Linked DNA regions of Mus musculus: region 2 is linked to region 1. Evidence: chromatin contacts called from public HiChIP or PLAC-seq data. All regions are on one chromosome and are shown on one strand. The core of a region is the stretch at or near the end of the contact, and the rest is flanking DNA. Distances in the headings are between cores, read along the strand shown.

Region 1 (6,392 bases), core at 2,187-4,686:
GATAAGTGCTCAAGACTGTACTTGTTTTTATTTTATTTTATGACCAACTCTCCTGTAGCCCAAGCCAGCCTTAAACTTGCTATGTAGTCGAATATGACCTTGAACTCGTGATTTTCCTTCCAAGTCCCCAGTGCAGGAATTACAGGTATATGCCACAATGCCCGTTTTAGTGGTTTTTTTTTTTTTTTTTTGGTTTTTCGAGACAGGGTTTCTCTGTGTAGCCCTGGCTGTCCTGGCACTCACTTTGTAGACCAGGCTGGCCTCGAACTCAGAAATTCGCCTGCCTCTGCCTCCCGAGTGCTGGGATTAAAGGCGTGCGCCACCACGCCCGGCTTTAGTGGTTTTTTAAGGTCACAAATTTTAGAATCTAGAGAGGAGGCATGTACCTGCAACCCTGACTATAGAATGGACCACAAACAGACCCTGTCTCCAGAAACCCCAAATCACTGTTTGCAGAGGACACACAACTGAGCAGGTTCATCACTGTTCTCCCAGGAGCCTCTGCAGCAATGCCTCTGCTGTGTGGGTCAGGGTGAGAATGGTTGTCTAGGTTACTTCCCAAGGACTTGAAGGCTATTTTTTTGTGGAAACCACAGGTGCTTTTCTGGGGCCTGGGCAGGTGTGTGCTAGTGACTCCTTTGATTCAGGGGGCTGACTTTGTACCTAGGCCTCCATTGTCTGCATTGTACTCAGTGAGGAGTCTGGAAGACTAATTATGCATGCAAAGACCTCCAGATACAGCACCTCATCTCCAGATGACAGACACTCAAAGGGCTGTGCCTCTTGATCCCATAAATACCCCTTCATCCTGTCCTCAGGGAGACTGATTTGAGTAATGCCTTCCCTCTCCATGCTTGGCTGCCTCCCGAATGAAGCCTCTCTGGCTTCTGCAAACCCGGTCTTTTCGATGATTGGCTTCCTGCCTAGCAGGCCCCGGGTCAATGACACAATAAGATCCTGCCCTGTGTTGTCTGATGTCAAAGCTTGTGCTCTTAACCACAGGGCCAGACTGAATGCATTTTCTGGCACAGACTGAGGCAACACGAGGAAGATGAGCCAATGCAGACTGGACGTCTAGCTCAGTGGTAGAGTGCTTGCCTCGCCTATGTGAGGCCTTGAGTTTAATCCTCGGCACCCATTTAATCTACAGTCTACCTATTACCAGGCTTCTTAGGACAAGGGCCTGGGCCCTGGGAGACCTGGCAAGGTAGGCTCAGACACTCATCAACAGGCCAATTAAACACACACAGAGAAGTGGAAAGAGGAGAAAGGTTTATTCCACATGGCCATTTTGGGAAGAGAACTATCTAGGCTCAGTGACTTGCTCTCCCTAGCTCAGGAACTTGACATGAGGTTCAGGTTTAAATACAGGGCCAGAGCTATGCATAACTAAGCAGTCTAAGCCAACCCTGATCACTGATCCACCGTTACTCCAGTCTTTCCTGCAAGGAGGTCTGACAAGTTGTATGAAGCTTCTCCCTGGGAGACACCCCAGCACCAGGGTTCAGCCAGGGTTTTCCTCTCAGCATTGGATTCCCTGGAAAATTGCAATTTCTTGGCGACCATTGTGTCAATAGTCTGATTTCCACAGGAAGGGTACAAGGTCCCTTTAGAGGATCTTTGTTCCTTCTGGCAGTTACAAAGTTTTACAAACAAAAATTTTTTAAGGAAAGTTTGTAAAGACATCCAGGTGACTAAGCTGATCTCATGACTCTGTCGTAACTTCCCAGTGTAAGGTAGGTTTGAGATGGTCTCAGGTCCAGCTGCCTGGATATAGCAGCCAAAGGCAGGATGGAGTACTTAAATCACTGGTCCACAGTCACAAAGGATGGATGCTACTGGGATACAGGTCTTCCACACCCCAGTGGACACCAAGCTCAGACAATCGCCACAGGGGGAATGACAAACCAGGGGGGCCCAGGTGTGCATCAAGAATAATGAGAGAGTAGGGTTCTCTGAGCCAGGTCCCCATAGGTCAGGGGCCCGTGGAGTTCCATGCAGAGCTGTGAGCAATGGCTTTTCCCAGATGCTCGGCCCTAGCCTCAACTCTCAGGAGAGGTTACAGGTTCTAGTATTTTCAAAGGAGAATTAACTAATGAAATACCAGACAGTTTGGCTAAGTCTCGGGCCAGGCGGCTGCAATGTTTCTGGCCCTTATTGACTTCTTTAGCCTCATTTCTTCCCTGTTTCCTTTTTACCCACAAGGCTTTTCCTCACCTCTGGACCTCTGATGGTGTGAATCCTTCCCATTTCCTGTTAACTCCCTTCGCATGGGTGTGTCCTACCCACCCCTCCGGACTCAGCTTGCTGGTGTTCCCCATGGGTACCTATCTCCAAATTACCACTGTCAGATTTTCTGATTTCCCTCCCTTGGTCCTCACTTAACTGCTTAGGAGACTGGAGATAGCAGTCTGGTGGTGTGCACTGGGGGAGGAGGAGATAGTGTTGTGATGTCCATGTTCATTGCTTATTATGGGTTAGGCATCATTCTGAACATGTTGATACAAACTCACTTGATCTTCACAAGAATCTAGAGACAGCTTCTGTTTATACCTTCATTCTAAAGAAGATATTGTATGAAAGGGTTACATGCCTTGCTTGAAATAGCTAAGAATGTATGTTCAGGGCCTGGCCTCAACCCAGGCAATCTGTCTCCAGGGCTTACACACACATTTGCCAGGCGCCTGCCTCTCTACAGACAATAAAAGGAAAGTCTGCAGAGTGAAGTGCTGCTACCCCGGGGGAGGGTACAAAAGGACCCTCTGGGGTAAAAGAGGGAAACATGATCTTTTTATTTCTGATTATCTGATCTAAAAAAAACAAAACCAAAAAAACCACTTCAGTAATATGCAGCATACAGACTGACCAGGGACCCTTATCTCAGCTGAGGGTCAATCCATGTAAATCCATATTAGTACAATTTCATATTGTTCTGACTTCCTCAAAGAACCAAGCGGGCATCTGTTGCAGTGCTCGCTAAGTGGATTAATGCCCTAAGCGTTTTTGTCCTATTTAAACTAACGCTCATAGAGTGGATGAATTTTCAAAGAATCACATTCTAGAGGGTGTGGTGATGCTCGCTTGTAATCTCAGAACTCAAGGGGAGGAGGCAAAAAGATCAGTTCAAGATCCTCGTACACACAAGGAGTTCAAAGCCAGCCTAGGCTTTACTAGACTCTGTCTCAGAAAACAAAACAAAACAAAAAAAAAAAAAAATATATATATATATATATATATATATATATATATATATATATATATTTCATGCAGTGTACTACAGACGGGTCATCAAACCCAGGAATAGCACAGCCTGCAACGCCTCAGCGTTCCCGCGCATGCGCAGATCCGTGTTATCGCGGGGTAGAGGGTGGGGCCTTATAGCCGCATCCCTTTCCTTTCCCCCTCTTGTTTTTTTTTGGGGGGGAGGGGCAGGGGTTTACTGTCTCGCATTGTGATTGGACGAGCTATGGTCGGGGGTAAGCGATTGGGTGAAGTTTCTGCCTCTCTCCCAGAAATTTGCTCCGATTGGCTGAGATTCCGCGACGCGCTGTGAGGTCATCCGTACTGCGACGTCCGGCAGATTGTGGGGCTGGCAGCGCCCGGTTGTTATTGGCTGCTGTGCGGTCCGGGTCGCCCGGGATCCGGCCGCAGCGGGTTTCCTCGAGTTTGGAACCCAGGCTTGGTAACTTAGTAAGCAGCTAGGAGCAGTCAGTCCCCTGCAGATACAGAACACCGGGCTGTCTGTCTTGTGTTTCAGAGACGGGGTTTCTCACTCAAGTCACGCTCTGTCTGGGCAGCGAGCTGCTGAAGTCATCCTCCTGTCTCCGCCTTTCCAGCTCTGCGGTTTTCCACCACGCATGGTGCTGGAGATTGAAATCACGTCCTCCTGCCTTCATGGCTAGCCGTTTTCCCACCGAACTCTTTCCTTAGCCACCACTAGTCAAAGGCCAGTTGCTGGGCGGCCTTATTAACCGGTCTCTGGTGGCAGGAGAGGAACTTCAGGGGAAGTGTAACCAGCCAAAGGCTTTGCAAAGTTGGTCTGAAGTTCTGAGGCCTGTAGAAAGCGAATCGTACCCAACCACATTTTGTTATTGATCTTGTTTGGTTTTTTGTTTTTCCAAGGCAAAATCCTCTCTATAGTCTTGTTTGTCCTGGTTCTGACTTAAAAAAAACACCAGGTATGAACATGAGGCACATGTATACGTGCAGACAAAATACTCATGCACATCAAATACATATCTAACAAAACCACAAAATAATAATAAAAGTGGAGAGCTATTAGGAAGGCATGTAAGGTCGCCTGTGGCCTCCAGGAGTTCATGCAGAAATGTTATAAATTAGCTGGGCGGTGGTGGCACACGCCTTTAATCCCAGCATTTGGGAGGCAGAGGGAGGATTTCTGAGTTCGAGGCCAGCCTGGTCAACAAAATGAGTTCCAGGACAGCCAGGGATACAGAGAAACCCTGTCTCAAAAACCAAACAAACAAACAAACAAAAAGTTATAAATTTGTCAAAGTGGACCAACTGTCCTCAGAGAAATGAGAATACTTGTACACAAAAGTTTATAACAGCTGTGACCAGAAAGATGTACCCACCCTCATTAGTCCCCAGCTCATGTGTGTTGTTACTGGACCTGCGTGGGGAATGGGCGGGTGTGACTAAGGATCCCAGCAAATACAGTGGAATCCTTGGGGCTGACAACAGTTGCAGAGGTGATTGATGGTTGTGCTCTTGGGACATGAGGAAGGGACCATGAGCTAAGGGACTAACGATAAACTCGACAGCATTTGGATCTCTTAAGAAGCAGACTGAAGGCTGGAAGATGGCTCAACGGGTAAGAGCACTGACTGCTCTTGCAAAGGTCCTGAGTTCAAATCCCAGCAACCACATGGTGGCTCACAACCACCTGTAATGAGATCTGACGCCCTCTTCTGGTGCATCTGAAGCCAGCTACAGTGTACTTAGATATAATAATAAATAAATCTTTAAAAAAAAAGATTGTTTTAAAAAGAAAGGAAGAAAGAAAGAAAGCAAGCAAGCAAGCAAGCCGGGCATGGTGGCGCACACCTTTAATACCAGCACTTGGGAGGCAGAGGCAGGCAGATTTCTGAGTTCAAGGACAGCCTGGTCTACAAAGTGAATTCCAGGACAGCCAGGGCTATACAGAGAAACCCTGTCTTGAAAAACCAAAAAAAAAAAAAGAAGAAGAAGAAGAAAAAGAAGAAGCAGCAGCAGCAGACTGGGTCAGGAGTTAGGGGTGGGGGAGGCTTAGAGGACAGGGTCACAAACGGCCTGAGAAAATTAAAACATGAAGGTATCATTTCTTATAAAAATAATTTTATTTTATGTGCATTGATGTGAGGGTGTCAGATCCCCTGAAACTGGAGGTACAGACAGTTATGAACTTCATGTGGTTGCTGGGAATTGAACCCAGGTCCTTGGAAGAGCAGCCAGTGCTCTTAGCCACTGAGGCATTTTTTTTTTTCCAAGACAGGGGTTTCTCTGTATAGCCCTGGTGATCCTGGAACTCGCTCTGTTGTAGACCAGGCTAGCCTTAAACTCAGAGATCCACCTGCCTCTGCCTCCTGAGTCTGAGTGCTGGGATTAAAGGTGTGCACCACCTTGGCCCAGCCTGTCAAAACAACAGAAAAACAACAAAACTGTAACAAATAAAACAGCAGCAATCTGTGGAGGATCTGAAATTTAGTTCTTCATCAGCAAATATCAAAAGCTGACAGAGCCAGGCTGCCACAAGTCCTCTGTCAGCAGACAGGGCTCCACACAGATGATGCAGATGACACTGGCATGTGCTGCCACCAAAAGTAACATTTGATTGTGAGTCTTACTCTGTAGCCCAGGCTGGTATTGAACCCATAGCAATCTTCTTGCCAGCCTCATGTCTGAGTCAGCATGGCTCCATGGAGAGTTTGAAGCCATCATGGTCTATATGAGACCCCATCTCCAAACAATATATATATATATATATATATATTTGCAACAGAGTAGAGTCAGATGCAGTGGGATAGAGACAGGGGGTTGAGAGTTTGAGGCCAGCCTGGCCTACACAAGGAAATTTCACTAACAAAACCAAAGAATCCAGAAACCAAACCATATACATAGATAGATAGATAGATAGATAGATAGATAGATAGAAAGAAAGAAAGAAAGAAAGAAAGAGGGTTTCTCTGTATAGTCCTGGCTCCCTGACTTACTCTGTAGACCAGGCTGGCCTCAAATCTGCCTCCCAAGCACTGGGATGAAAACCATTCACCACCACTGCTTAGCTATGCCAGGCGTGGTGGCGCACGCCTTTAAACCCAGCACTCGGGAGGCAGAGGCAGGCAGATTTCTGAGTTTGAGGCCAGCCTGGTCTACAGAGAGAGTTCTAGGAC
Region 2 (6,392 bases), core at 1,481-3,980, 170 kb before region 1:
CGCATCTGTGTGGCTGGCACCCTTGTGAGGGCTGAGGTCTTAGTGACTCCTGGAGTCTGGTTGCACAAGCCCTGCCACACCGATGCCTTGTGTTCCCAATGGCAGGCCAGTGAGACCGAGGAGAACGGCTCTGACAGCTTCATGCACTCGATGGACCCTCAGCTGGAGCGCCAGGTGGAGACCATCCGGAACCTGGTAGACTCGTACATGGCCATTGTCAACAAGACTGTGCGGGACCTCATGCCCAAGACCATCATGCACCTCATGATCAACAACGTATGTACATCGCTGTGGGGTGTGCAGCGTGACAATGTATGTACATCGCTGTGGGGTGTGCAGCGTGACAGTGCGTGTACATCGCTGTGGGGTGTGCAGTGTGACAATGTATGTACATAGCTGTGGTGTAAGACCAAGCAGCCGGTTGGCTTATTTCTTTTTTTTTTTTTGTAAAGATTTATTTATTTATTATATGTAAGTACACTGTAGCTGTCTTCAGACACTCCAGAAGAGGGAGTCAGATCTCGTTACGGATGGTTGTGAGCCACCATGTGGTTGCTGGGATTTGAACTCTGGACCTTTGGAAGAGCAGTCGGGTGCTCTTACCCACTGAGCCATCTCTCCAGCCCGGCTTATTTCTTTTTATCACATTATTTACAAAAGCACGGGGTGCTGGGCATGGTGGCACACACCTTTAATCCCAGCACTCGGGAGGCAGAGGCAGGCGGATTTCTGAGTTTGAGGCCAGCCTGGTCTACAGAGTGAGTTCCAGGACAGCCAGAGCTACACAGAGAAACCCTATCTCGAAAAAAACCAAAAATAAATAAATAAATGCACGGGGCAGGGGAACACTTGCCTTTGTGTTGTCTGTTGGTCCTGGACAACTTGAGCAAGTTTGTTTTCTCCTTTTACCACGTAGGTCTTAAGGATTGAACTCAGATCATTAGGCTTATCAGCAAGCACCTTTACCCACTGAGTCATCCCATAGTCCCCAAACCCTTAACTTTTTATTATTTTTTTTCCAAGACAGAAACTATGTAGCTCTAGCTGGAACTCATAGAGATCCACCTGCCTCTGCCTCCCAAGTGCTGGGATTAAAGGCATACATCACTATGCCTAGTTCCAAAACCCTTCATTTTGATAGTATTTATTTTAAACCCAAGATATCCAAAATATTGTTTTGAGATGGAGTCTTGCTGTAGAGCCCAGGCTGGCCTCAAACTTGTGGCTGATCTCTTCCTGGCTTACCTTCTCAGTACTGAGATGACAGTTGTGGTCTATTTACTATACCTGGCCCCGATCTAGAAAACATTAATTTACAGGATATGTTGCCTACCATTTTCCCACTAAGTTTTTTAAACCTCCCCATGATGTTACATATTCAGTGGAAATACTTCATCTTAATTTGAATTTTAAGACACTTAAAGTTGAAAAATAAGGTATCTAGGTTGACCCAAACACACGTGTTTGGGAGGAGCTAGAAATCGTGGCTTTTTGAGAATCTCAGATACTGCCTTGAAACACACCTCACCTCACTGCTCCACCACAGACCTGGGGCTGTGACAAAGCAGGCTCCAGGAAGCACAACTCGGGTGGAATGCTGCTGGCTTTCCTACAGATTCCCTATGTGGGTCTGAGTCTATGTAATCTCTGAGTCTGTTTCCCAGTGTGCAAAATATGGCCGTCGATGATAGAGTTGAGGACAGAATGCATATGAGGTGTGGAGCAGCACGAAGCCTGGCCCGTGGTATGTAGTCAGTAGATTTTGGAAAAGGAGTCAGTGAGATTGGAGGAAGCTGCAAAGAAACCAGCAGCTCACAAGATTGTCCCAGACAGGGTGGGATAAGAATGCCTGGGCATTTGAGGTGGGCACTAAACTTCCACTACACACTTGGACACCTGTCACTCAGTACAATGACACATTATAGTTATAGATTTGTTATTTTCTTCCTTAAGGACTCAGGGTAGGCAGTTGTCCTAGTGACAGGCTATATTCTGAGTTTCCTCCCGGATCTGAAGCCTAGGGCAGGTGACTTCCCTATCCCGCTGTGTATTCTTGTCTGAGAAAAGGACATTAAGATGGGATTTGAAGAGACCTGCGAATTTAGGCATCAAGCAGAAGTAGCCATCTGAAATACCAAACCCCAGCTCCCAGTTCTGTACCCAGATCCAGCAGGTCTGGCCTGCGACAAGGTGGCAGGGTCTTCGGGTTCTAGCTTCCTTCCTTCCTTCTCTGTGCACAGACCAAGGAGTTTATCTTCTCTGAGCTGCTGGCCAACCTGTACTCTTGCGGGGACCAGAACACACTGATGGAAGAATCGGCCGAGCAGGCTCAGCGGCGCGACGAGATGCTGCGCATGTACCACGCACTGAAGGAGGCGCTCAGTATTATCGGCGACATCAACACGACCACCGTCAGCACGCCCATGCCCCCGCCCGTGGACGACTCCTGGCTGCAGGTGCAGAGCGTACCGGCCGGACGCAGGTACCAGGGCCGGCCCCCACGGCCCCAAAGCCCCCCAACCCGGGGCCCGCGGGAGGAGGGCCGGGACCAGGCAGTGGCGCGCCGGGGTCTCGGGGGCTCCCACCTGGAGCGAGGGGAGGAGCTTAGAAGAGGGCGGGGCTTATTGCGGGGCGGGGCTTGCCAAGAGCGCTGGCTGCAGGGTGGGTGGCGCCGCTGGGGATCCGGCTTAGGCTCCCACGCTAAGGCCGCTGTGGGCGGGGCTTGCTGCATGGGCGGGGACAGCCTGGGCTGAGGGCGGGGTCTCTGTTGGGGCGGAGCCGCTCATCTCTGCTCCGCGCTTCTTCTGCTCTTGTCGCCGGTAGATCGCCCACGTCCAGCCCCACGCCGCAGCGCCGAGCCCCCGCCGTGCCCCCAGCCCGGCCCGGATCGCGGGGCCCTGCTCCTGGGCCTCCGCCTGCTGGATCCGCCCTGGGGGGGGCGCCCCCCGTGCCCTCCAGGCCGGGGGCTTCCCCTGACCCCTTTGGCCCCCCTCCCCAGGTGCCCTCGCGCCCCAACCGCGCCCCGCCTGGGGTCCCCAGGTGAGTAGGGGCTTAAAGCCCCGGGAAAGGCCGCCAGGCGGGCGTAACCCGGAGGGAGGTAGAGTCGGATAGATCCTCGGCCTAGCAGCAGAAGCGACCCTCTCCATCTTAGGCGTTGGGGTCGTAATGCAAGGCCAAGGGACCTGCGGCCACGGGCAGGCGGTCCTGCCCCGCAGGGGGCGCTGAGTCCCGGAGGTGGTCGTTTCTGGGAAGGGGGCTCTGGGGCTCAAACCACTTGCCCCCTTCTTTTCAGCACTTGCATGGCGCTTCCCTCTTTTTTTCATTTTCTCTCTGTGGCTCCCACACTTTGCATTTCTTAAACCCTTGCCTTCCATCCTCCTCCATTCCACTCTTCACTGACCCGGCCCAGCTCCTGGTGAGCCTAACTCAGGTCTAGGTTTCTGAACCGTGTGGTTTTCTTCAGTTACATTCAGAGCTACCTTGATGCCCCACTTTCCCCAGCTCTGACTCTTTTGAGCTGTCCCAGAATGCTGTTCAGCCTCTGGCCCACAGTGTCAGGCCAGGCTGTGACTGTGTGACCAAGCAAGGTGTGATGATGTGTATGTGGGCGTGCACACGGGTGTGAATGTGAGATCGGCACCCAGGTGCGGACTAGGATAGAAAGCAGCTGGGGATGGGATCTAGGAATGGTGAACAGTCTGGTGGTCTGAAACCAGATGGTGGGTAGGGACAAGGATCAAAGACTACCCTGCTGCTAGAGATCTCCAGGAAAAAGGAATATACTTCATCCCTTGGCTTTGCCTTCTTTATCCATGACTGGCCTTCCAGGAAGCTCACTCTAGTAACCAACTCAGTCTGCCCTGTTTCTGCTGACTGTGGCTGGTCTCTGAGAAAGAACACATGATCTGATAGACCAAAAGCATCTATCTGGGAATCTAGATGACTGAAGGACAGAGCTAGGGGCCTAGCCCCCATACACTAAACGAGGCAGGGATGGGCTTACTCTGTGGGACTCTAATGTCTGGAACAGTTAAGACAGGACTGGGAGTCCAGAAATGCTGGTTCACTTCCCTTAGGCAAGTCATTTTCCCTCTCAGGGCTTTAGTTTCCTTCTAAATACATGTGTGTCCCCTGACATTTCCCCAGGGGAGTGTGAGATTGACAGAGACAGTGGGCTGCTTTACTAATGGTCAATGGTAGGGTGGGGTAGGTTGGAGATTTGTAGAGACTCAATGATATAGGGAGCCATGGAAGGTTCTTGAGCAAAGAAATGACAGCTGGATCCTAAAGTGCAAGCCCTGTCCTTTACGGAGCCCTATGGTAACCCTGTCAGCACACCAGGCCTGGATGTGCAGGGAGCTGGTGCAAAGGCCTTCTCTGTGCAGGCGAGCTTCTGTGTTGTGACAGCTCATGCGTGTGCTTCTGTGTGCTGAGTGGCTGCATGTCCCAGATCCGTGCTGCACGACGTATTGGCCGGCAATGGTGCTGGGCACTGGGAGGTGGGAGGGAGATATATGCGTGTTTGTGGGCATGTGTGTTAACGTGTGCACGCAGGGCCTTAAGGCCTCACAGCATGTGTGTGCACGCCCAGGCGTGTGCGTGTGTGTGTCCCCTAACCCCCAGCCTGGCCCACCTGTGTGTTTGTGAACTGCCCTGTTGATTTCGTGCTGTCTTTCAGAATCACTATCAGTGACCCCTGAGGAGTGTCAGCTACGGTAGGTTATGCTCTCAGCCTGCTGCATGAACAGTGTGTCTACCCCTCCCTCCTCGCTGCACCAGCTCCATGCTGAGGACACCTGGGACCCCTGAGCCAGGCCCCTCCTCCTTCTCCTGCAGCTCTGGACTCCCTCTTCCTGTCCTCTTCCAGCTGGCTCTCTCACTTCCCTTTCCAGTGAGCCTCGGGACTCAGCGCCACTACTCAAGGCCTTCTTGCTTAAACTGAGGGCTCTTGGAACAGGTTTCATGTCCAAGACGGTAGATGTGGGTGCTCCCTGGAGACACCAGACCACTGTTGACAGTGTAGGGACTAAGAACTAGGAGAGGGTGTCTTCAGCCTCTGAAGGGGCCAGAAGCGTTAGGACCCCCTCTTCATACCTACTCTGAACTATGCTGCCAAGATAAGAGCTTTCTCCTTCCAGCCTAGGAGCATGGCGACTAAATTCACCACAGGGCAAGCATGAGAATCGCGCTGGCAAAGCCAGGCTCTGACTGGTGACTTTAGACAACTTAAGAGCCTTTGCCTTTCTGCCAGCGCCTGAGGGCTCGCAGGCAAGGTGAGGATCTCATTCATCCTTGACATTGCACACCTGTAGCTAACAGCCACCTCGTCAGCCCCCGACATAGAGCCAGCCCATCAGCTCCAACATTTGACCTGTTTTCAGAGTGACCTGTGCCTTTTAGCCGAAGGCAATGCATTGTCTACTGACTGGGAAAGTCAACTTGAGTTCTGCCTGGCTGGCCACAGATCTCGGTTACCCTGTCCCAACTCTTCCCCAGCCATTGACGCTCACCCTTCTGCTTTTCCCCAGCAGGAAGGGCCCAGCCTCACCTACGAGACCTGCAGCCCCCCGACCAACGGAGGCTCCCCTCTTAGACTTATAAGTCTGTGGCCGCAGGCATCGGCTGCCTGCCTCCCAGCCTCCCCAGGGTCCCCTCAGAGGACTCCTGACTTTCTGACCACCTGAGGGGCCTCCAGCGCTCCCTCCAGCCATCCCCTTTAGCTTCAATCTCCTGGTTCAAGCACTTCTGGCCTCATGGCTGTTACATGGGACTCCCTGAGGCTTGGGGTGGCCCTGAGCCAGTGAGATGAGAGACAGTGAGCAAAAATGAGGGAGGCCCTGTGGTGCATTGCCTGGGTGGTGTGTGAGAGGCCGTGTGTGTGGCAAGAGAGGGCCACCAGCCTCTACTCAGACTACCTGCTAGTTACGGCCCAGCACCCCATCTTCCCTTTCATTCATCAACTGTGCATCTCTTCCGGGAACCCTGCCCACATCCACACCTGCCTCAGCCCCTGCCTCTGCTGGAGGTGGCTGCTCTTGCCTTACCAGCTCTCCTTCCTTTTCTCTCTTCCGTTCTCTCTCGGCTTTCTCTCCAACTGCCAGCCGATCGGGTCAGGCAAGTCCGTCCCGTCCTGAGAGCCCCAGGCCCCCCTTCGACCTCTAACCAGATCCCTCCTACTCCTCGGAGACCTCCCTTACCAAGCCTGCCTGGACAGCTGTTCTGTGACTTGACAGTGGCTCCCCCGGCCCCAAAGCGTCCTATTCATCATCTGTGACTTAGTCTGTTGTAGTGGTGAGCTGACACATCCAGATGTGATGTTGGTGAAAACTTGTGCCCCTCTGTGGTATTGCTCCTGCGACATTCTATAAATATCTATAAATATACCTATATAT

Evidence for each region. HiChIP or PLAC-seq counts read pairs in DNA pulled down with a chosen protein or histone mark.
Region 2: a contact with region 1 is called in an H3K27ac HiChIP or PLAC-seq map of stem cell-derived epiblast-like cells, with 4 times the contacts expected there. The contact joins two enhancer-like sites. A contact is called at or near these places in 3 of 484 Hi-C or Micro-C datasets (all in embryonic stem cells), 10 of 115 datasets of contacts at active chromatin or transcription factors (T-cell acute lymphoblastic leukemia, embryonic stem cells, epiblast stem cells and 2 more) and 3 of 9 other capture datasets (adipose tissue, liver and pancreatic islet).

Annotation. Positions count from the first base shown.
Region 1 is chr2:32,135,140-32,141,531 of GRCm38.p6, reverse strand. No RefSeq gene overlaps it. Among named protein-coding and RNA genes, the nearest start is that of Prrc2b, 13 kb to the left of the region's middle. Within about 2 kb of position 3,436, at least 337 of the 459 cell types and tissues checked have an H3K27ac peak or open chromatin away from gene starts, as enhancers often do. A contact at or near this core is called in stem cell-derived epiblast-like cells, where this site is marked.
Region 2 is chr2:32,308,774-32,315,165 of GRCm38.p6, reverse strand. It overlaps Dnm1 (dynamin 1), which reads left to right. Exons shown (of 23, transcript NM_001301737.1): 19 at 106-276; 20 at 2,241-2,482; 21 at 2,824-3,039; 22 at 4,679-4,715; 23 at 6,102-6,392. The coding sequence ends at 4,700. Among named protein-coding and RNA genes, the nearest start is that of Gm23363, 6.3 kb to the left of the region's middle. Within about 2 kb of position 2,730, at least 179 of the 459 cell types and tissues checked have an H3K27ac peak or open chromatin away from gene starts, as enhancers often do. A contact at or near this core is called in stem cell-derived epiblast-like cells, where this site is marked.